Regions from separate parts of the Mus musculus genome. Here region 1 is linked to region 2. The links are chromatin contacts, called in public Hi-C maps. All regions are on one chromosome and are shown on one strand. The core of a region is the stretch at or near the end of the contact, and the rest is flanking DNA. Distances in the headings are between cores, read along the strand shown. Region 1 overlaps Pdlim5 (PDZ and LIM domain 5). Region 2 holds the start of Pdlim5 (PDZ and LIM domain 5).

What was found. Hi-C and Micro-C count contacts between places; a contact is called where the count stands out from the background.
Region 1: a Hi-C map of muscle stem cells shows a contact between it and region 2, with 2.7 times the contacts expected there. The contact joins the enhancer-like site here to the promoter of Pdlim5 in region 2. A contact is called at or near these places in 1 of 39 promoter capture datasets (liver), 1 of 484 Hi-C or Micro-C datasets (muscle stem cells), 1 of 115 datasets of contacts at active chromatin or transcription factors (memory CD8 T cells) and 3 of 9 other capture datasets (adipose tissue, liver and pancreatic islet).

Annotation. Positions count from the first base shown.
Region 1 is chr3:142,248,243-142,252,427 of GRCm38.p6, reverse strand. It overlaps Pdlim5 (PDZ and LIM domain 5), which reads left to right. Exons shown (of 13, transcript NM_019808.3): 10 at 2,918-3,098. Among named protein-coding and RNA genes, the nearest start is that of Bmpr1b, 81 kb to the right of the region's middle. Within about 2 kb of position 2,772, at least 27 of the 459 cell types and tissues checked have an H3K27ac peak or open chromatin away from gene starts, as enhancers often do. A contact at or near this core is called in memory CD8 T cells and muscle stem cells, where this site is marked.
Region 2 is chr3:142,394,325-142,398,158 of GRCm38.p6, reverse strand. Pdlim5 (PDZ and LIM domain 5) reads left to right here and starts at 2,463. Exons shown (of 13, transcript NM_019808.3): 1 at 2,463-2,573.

The DNA of each region.
Region 1 (4,185 bases), core at 1,523-4,022, 150 kb after region 2:
TTTTAAGTATCCCATGTGAGCCTGACCCTGTGTGCTCTAAGACCATCATAAACTTCCAGAAGGATGCATGTCATGAGGCTGTTTCCTATAGTGACTGTCGATACTGGCTGATGTATCACACCAAACATGACTCACAGAAGGAAGGACTCTCTGAGGGTTAGGTCTGGTCCAGTGCTGTGATTCATAGAGCCCAATTCTTTAGTGGTCTGAATTAACCCTAAGACATACTTAAGAACATCTAGGAAACAGAGTGTCCCAGGTATTAGATGTCTGCCACCCTCCCCTCCCAGAGGAACTCATCAGCTATTTGGGATTAGGGTTATGCTCCAGGGGCCTTCAGTTTTAATCCAAGCCTGCACAGCACTCACATTTGAGCAGAGTGCAGTCTGCAGCTGAACTGACTTGTTTTGAAAGCTGAATAACCTCTAAGGACCCTGGCCTCAAGGCCGTTCAGTTTGTGGGATGTTTCCTAATGAAGAACTCAACCTAGCGTTGCAACAATGTTGGAATGTGTCCTAGAGGCCATATAGAATGTAATGTAAACCCCAAGGTCCTATTGTACTCCACAGTATAATTTTTATGACTTGTACATTCAGATACCTAGCTAGTGGAAAAGCTTAGAACACTTAGGATATTTTGTTCAGCTTTGAGAATGTAGCTTCTTGATGTATCTTTGTTAAAGTACTTGCCAAATATATACTGAGAAAAATTAATGAAATAACTTGTGTAGTGAGACTGTTTATAAAGCAGTTATAAATGGGGTGGGGGATAGCTTACTAGAGGTAATAGATATATTTACAGTAGGTGACACAATGCCACCATTTCTTTTTCTTTTAGAAAGAGTTAATCAATGCCTTCCTTGTTAGTCATGGCAAAACTATTCATGAACTACAACCCTGCCTGCCCTTAAGCTTTAGTAATAATACACTACTTACATCTAATATAGCAAAGTCACATGAACAAAAATACCATCAAACTCTTAATAAACAGGTTAAGAAAAAGTAAAACTAAAAAATACTCCACATGCTTCACAGAAAAAAGTTTCATTTCCATCAGGGTTTTCTGCTGCCTGACTTTCGCAGAACTGAGAGCTAAATCTGAGTAATGCTAGTGTTTTTGTTAAGAAGCTTAGTGTGTGGATTTGGATATGGTGGCACCAGACTGTTGTTTGTGGGGAGCAGTTACCAAAACAAACAGAGAGAGTTTTTTCTTTGTGTGTGTGTGTGTGTGTGTGTGTGTGTGTGTGTGTGTGTTGTATAGAGTGCGCGTGAGTACATGAGTGCATGTACCCATGAGTGCGTATGCAGAGGCCAGAGAAAGGCACTGCATGCGCTAAACCAATCTCTGCTTTATTGCCTTGAGACCCGATCTCTCATTGGACCAGAAGCTCCTGTCTCTGACATGCCGTGGTGCTCTGAGGTTCCCTCTTTGCAGCCCTAGATGTGGTGTCACGGGCACATGCAGCCATGCCCTGTGAGATCGCTATTAAATAGCAGATTTGTGTTGTCACAGGTTAGAAGCTGTTCTGCATGATGCTTTTCCCCATGACGTACTGTTGGGAGTTGGCCTAGAAGTCCAGTGCTACATGATTGCCAATAATTGTCTATGGTCATTCTGTGATGCCAGTTTGCAGTAGTCAAATTGAAAGCAGAGTCTCAGTTGACTAGAACACTGGGAAATAGAAGCATCAGCCCCTAGCTCAGTCAGTAATTTTTTGATGTTTGCCGTATCTTTTAAATACTCTGTGGCCTTGCCACTCCATCTGTTGAACTGAGTTATAATAATTGCCCTGGTGTATCTCACAAGAATGTTGTATGAACAAATTAGATAAGTGTAAAAGTGCCTTGGAGGTAAAGCCATTCGATGAATGTGATGTAGCTACCAAAAAGTGTGTTACAGAGGCTAGTCTGCTTCATCTCCAAAGGCTTCTAACTAGATAAGGCTTCAAAATGGGTTCCTCTTAAGTAAACAAAACATGCCTTATCATTTCATGACTGTAGTACTTAGGGGGAAAGATCTCTATACAAACATTTGTTACCTTGATAAAAAAATATACACATTAAAATCAGTCATAGCTGCGCATGGTGACATTTATACCTATAATCCCAAGCATTTGGTAGACTGAGGCAGGAGGATAATGAATTTGAAGCTACCTAGGGCAATTAATTAATTTTCAGGCCAGCTTAGGATACAAAATAAGCTCTTGTCACCTATCCCGCCCCCAAAATCTGTCCCATTTAGAGAAGGGGAAGGAGAGATTGGTAGACATTAGGTATAAATCTTGAATTATGCAAGCTAAAAATGATTTCTATAGAACAGCATGCGTGTATAGTAGCATTGGCATGCATAGTTGAATACAGTTTGAGGGTAGATCTCATGTTAAATGTTCTTAATGCAATGAATTTTAAATTAGTCATATTGGAATGAAATAAAACCCTTCCAACTGGCATCAAACAACTGATAATGAACAGCTCAGTTTCTGTGGTCAATTAGAAGGTGAATTTGAAATATTTAATAAAGTTGTGAAATAAGTATATTGCATCGTATGTAAGGAGGAAAGACTGACTCTTCTCAGGAAATCATTATTTTTAAGGATCTAACATTGCCAAATTGAAATTTTTATTTCCATTTTCCTTGTGTCTTATAACGTGTTGTTGTGATGGCCTCTTCTTTATCCCAGTCAGCATTTTCCTGTGAGTCATAGTGACACAGACAGTGAGAAGGACTCACTGCAACTCAGTCAGACAGGCCCTGAGTGCCACCACATTCAGTCCTATGCAGTCAACAGTACCACCACATTAGGTCCTAAGAAGGAAATGGAGCAGACAGCTAACTAGACATGTGTGAAAGGGTTCCTCCCAGGGCAACACCAGAAGCTTTCATACGCCAGTCAAACTGGTCTCTTTCTTTTTGGCAGGGGACCTTTTCTTGTGGCTCTGGGGAAGTCCTGGCATCCAGAAGAATTTAACTGTGCTCATTGCAAAAACACAATGGCCTACATAGGCTTTGTAGAGGAGAAGGGAGCACTGTACTGTGAGCTATGCTATGAGAAGTTCTTTGCTCCTGAATGTGGCCGGTGCCAAAGGAAGATCCTTGGAGTGAGTATTTAAAACTACTTCTTTCTTTTTAGTACCTCTTAAAGCCATGTAGATCTTGTAATAAAACCTTTTCATTATTTTTACTTTTTTCTTCTTGCTTTATCAGCCCTCTTTGTTTCCATTAGTAGTGTTTATTATTGAAAAAACTAAACAAAACTAAACAGACCTCTAACGAAATATATCAGACTCATGGGGTTAGTTGTCTTTGGTTTTGTCTTACTGAGTGCTGGCTTGTCTGCTGAAAGTCTACCTCTATGGGAAAAATAATTGACTGTGGGTGTGCTACCTCAGCAGGACCATGTTTGCTCAGGAATAAAGAGGTCACTCAGGACCACACACATGAGCTCTCAGAACCAACACCTTTGCTGGCTTAAATTAAATTCCATAGTTTTTATAAGAGTAGCTTTCCCTACTTGTCAGAGTTCAAGCACAGGCCACTGATCTCATGAAATATACAAAATATGTTAAATGTGAACCTTATAATATTTTTATTTGAATGAATATAATGTTTAAAGTGTGACTTCAGTTATAGAAGTGAAAATGTGATAGGAAAAGCATTTCATGCTGTACTTTCCTTGGTAAAAGAACTTAATAAATAATGATGTATAAATGTATGTAATTAATGTATGTAATAAATAAATAATGATAAATAATGTATACAGTATTGCTTCCTTAATGCAATGGAGTTGAGATTTGTTTTAGTTTTTAAATACGTCCCCCTCCTCCATGGCATTTTCAAGATAATACCATGCATATTTTTTGAGTTAATGCATCCTGCATGTAACATCCAGTTATCAATGACATCGTAAGAGTCAGGCACCTACTGTAGGTAGTAGTGGGAATTTGATTTTTACAAGAAACCAATGTTCTTGGCTTTAATTCTACCTACTCCTCTTAATATGGAGTATAATAATGAAACTCTAGAAAAATGTGATTTACTGAGGACATGCTTAAGTAGGTCTGAAACTTTAAAGATAGCTTCACTTGTAAGACTGACCTATTTCTATGGTATCATTTTATACTCTGTTGGTCATAAAGTAGTATAGTGGCTAGCTGTTTCTTCATAAATGCTTACAGATAATCAGTA
Region 2 (3,834 bases), core at 1,214-3,713:
TTACCACCGAGGTATGTGCGTCATAACCTTAAGGGCAACATAACATGCTGGTTGTTGCTCATTGGCATCATAGCTGGCTAGGGTTGCAGGTTGCTCTCCTCCTTGGGAATTTTGCACGATGCTTTCTGGTATTGGAAGGCAGCCTGGAACCAATAAAGTAATATAGTTGGTATGAAGCAATATAGATCATTTGATAACCTCACAGTTATTAGTAATTATGATTCTCTTCAAGGTGAATCAACAGTGTTTCTCACCTAAAAACTGTATGCCGTTAACTGGAGTCCAAGACCATGTCTAGGGAAATAGCTTTGTGAGTTTTTCTTTTTTTGTGTGTGTGGTGCCTTTGGTGGTGATGGTAGTGGTGGTGGTGGTGGTGGTGGTGGTTATGATGATGGTGGTGATGGTGGCGATGATGGTGATGGTGGTGTTGTCGGTGGTGGAGGTAGAGACAGCGGTGGTGGTAGAGGTGATGTTGATGTTGGCAGAGGTGGTAGTAATAGTGATGGTGATAGAGGCTGAGGTAATGTTAGTGGTGGTATTGAGGAGAGAATGAGGCCCTCACACATGTCAGATGGGCCCTCTGTGATACCAAGATAGACCTAGATTGGGGAATAATCTTGGAGCTAAAGTTTAACAATTTCCTGGAAATGGAACAGGTAGTGTTTGTTTAAAAGTATGATTTTGGGAGGCATATCTAAGGATTCTAAGTTTTGATGGGACCCAGGAAAAGGCTACTTTCCAAGAGGACAACTGGATAAGTAACAATTCATGCAAGAATTAAGCAGTTACTTAACCTGCTGATAGTTCCCAGGCTTTGGACTGGAGTGGGAAGGGAGAAGGTTGAAGGCCTGGTTTGCAATTAGGACTAAAACTTAAGGTACATTTGGGCCACCCTATCTACTCTCAGCTCTTTCCTCATCATCTCAGGATGCTGATTCTCTGATGCTATGGTTCAAACCTTGGTAATGAAATAGCATTGATCTAGTTTGATTTTTACTGTATCAGCACCAAGCAGATGAGGGGGTGAAGAGAAGAACGTTATAAGGTAACACAGGCAAGTGACTTGTCACAAGTGGAACTGTCTATCATGTGTTATAGAATCTGTTGCAACTTTCATTTGTAAACATTGTGACTAAGGCTGGTATTCATCCTATGAAGGCAACTGTAAGGCTGACTCTTTGCTTTGCAGGGGATATCTGTTTACATGTAACCATTCTTAACCATTTACTTTGGAATGATCTATGAAACAGAACCCTAAAACACACTAGACAAATCCCACATTAGAAAAATTCTTCCCTGCAAACTAGTTTTCCTTTTAGAATGTAATACAATCAACAACTGGCCAACAAAATATGCAAGTCACATCCATGTTAAACTTTCTAGTATATACATTAAAAAATGAAAATAAGTTGTAATAATGTTTTAAATAGGCAGATAATATCAACATATAATCAACATACCTATTTTTTAAATTTATAACATTTTAAAAACCTGGTCCATATATGTCAACTTGGCCACTAAACATCCAACTGTACAGTGAAATGTAGTCCTACTGAAGCTTCTATTTAATGGAAATCCTATCCTACTCATGTATAAATTTAGATTCATAACAATGATATAAAACATTTTTACAATGAGTTAAATAGACATATGTGGCCAGTGGCTACTATTTGAACAACTTTGAACCTACTTTAGGAGTTTGCTTGTACCTCTAGAGCAGACTCCAGACTCAGGGACTTCGGTTGAGGTTTATTTTTGTTTGATACACCACTTGGTTAACACTTGTGCTTTTAATATTTTAAAAGTTTCTTTTCGAGTATTCGTTAAACATTACTAACGTTTGCTTGTGAATAAATTCTCTGGGCAAAACCAAACAACTTTACAGAAGTAGGTAAATGTGCTGTTAATTTGGAATTAGAAAAATAAGCTGAGGATACAGTGGCTGAATCACTTTTGGCCACTGCTTTGTATGGCTGTCCTTTAGCTTGACGACAGATTTAACTTCTGCATATTAGGGTTAGCGATTTTCACCTTCCTGACAAGCAAACTTCAGAGTTTGCACTTCTCGAGAGTATACAGAGGTCTTTCACAAAAGCAGGCGGTAGTCGCTGAACTTGCACCGGCAGAGATTTAGCTAAAGCCCTTTTCTATTTTCAGCCAGACCAACTGCGGGTCAATTCAAGTTTCTGCAGAGTGAAAAACGCCGAAATACAAAACAGAGAAGCGGAAGGCTAGATCTTTGCCAGGTACCAGTCCAAGACTACACCCCGGAGACTACGCCCACCGAAACTCCACAGGGGCAATTGTTTTTTGTGGCGGCGGCAGCCGGTCCCAGCAAGTCACAGAGCACAACAGGGAGACTCCACTGCCTTCTAAGCCCTGAGCGACGTGGCCCCGCCCAGCCCGGACCATGGGGGCGTGACCATTAGGGGAGGGGCGTGGCCAGCCTTGGGGCGAGGCGGGGCGAGCGCGGAGGCGGAAGTTCCCCACCGGCTTGAGAGGGACGGCGCAGGCACCGCGAGCCACTTGTCAGCGCTGGTCTGAGGCGGAGGGTGCGCCGCGCCGGTCAGGAGGTGAGTGGCCGCGGGAGGCGGAGGAGCACGTCCTGGTCCGCGAGGGAACAGGAGGAGAAGCGGGTGACGGGGTGCGGCGCGTGGAGGGGCGCGGGACGAGAGGAGGACGGGGCGAGCGTGTCCCCGGGAGCCGCTGCTCCTCAGGTGCTCCCGGTGCGCGCCGAGGTGTGAGAAGCGCCCGGGGCAGGGCGGCGCGCGGCGGGACTGAGCGCCCGGAGCCGGGGCTCTCGGGGACCGGCGCTCCGGAGAGCCGGGCGCACCAGGGGGCGCCCGCCGAGCCGGAGGGCAGGCGGCGAAGGGCAGCACCTCGGCCTGGGGCGCGCCAGCCCCCAGGGAAGCTCCGGCGAGCCGAGAGTGTGCGCCTGCACGGGAAAGCGGCGCAGTTTTGTTTGCTGGCTCCCAGGCTACGGAGAAGCGTGTATTTCCCCCTCCCTGAAATATGTGCAGTTGTGTAACCTGTGAGGGTTACACGTCGGTGCGTCCAGAAGGAAAGCCCACTTAGATCAGTCGCGGTCGCCAGTTTTTATGAAACTGGTGTATACTTGGGGCTTGGGTCAGACTGAGCTTCAGCCCCGTTTGACAATGAGTGGAAAGAGGAAGGGCGTATGGACTGGGCAGAACTTGGAAAGAAAATTCGTGACTGGGCTGGGCAGGTCTAGGGTGTGATCGCCAGATCCTATCCCAGGTCCGCCTTCTTGACCCGAGGACGTCTGAACCCGCCTGCTACGGAAACTGCTAGCTGGGGAACCTTATTTGGCCAACAGGGCTAGGCGTGAACCCAAGCTGGGAAACGTCTCATCCCTCAGCCTTAGTGCTTTAGTCCTCCCACCATTCTATCTCAGGAAGGGGAGAAAGAATCTCTAGGTTGTCTTAATTGAAGGGCTCCTCACTTGTAGGTCTCTCCCGGTTACGCACACCAAGGAAACTCGCACACAAGTGTGGGAAACCACTTTTAGCCTCCCTCACTAGCAGTAGATGGAAGGTATTATTTATGCTGTCCCTAAAAGAAAATCCAAAGCTCTACAGAAATTCCAACGTTTTTACATGTTTGAAAGCAGAATAAGCTGTTATTTCCTGCCTGCTTGGTTGGTATTTTAGCATTTGGGCACTAATAACCACATGGGGGAGACTTGGAAAAAGCCAATAAAAATATTGCCGTTGCTTAAGGATCAGAATATTTTCAGACAAATGAATTCCAAGCGAAGCTAGCAGAAAGGGAATTTAGAGAAGAGACCGGTGTTGTGGTTTGGCTGACTTGGCT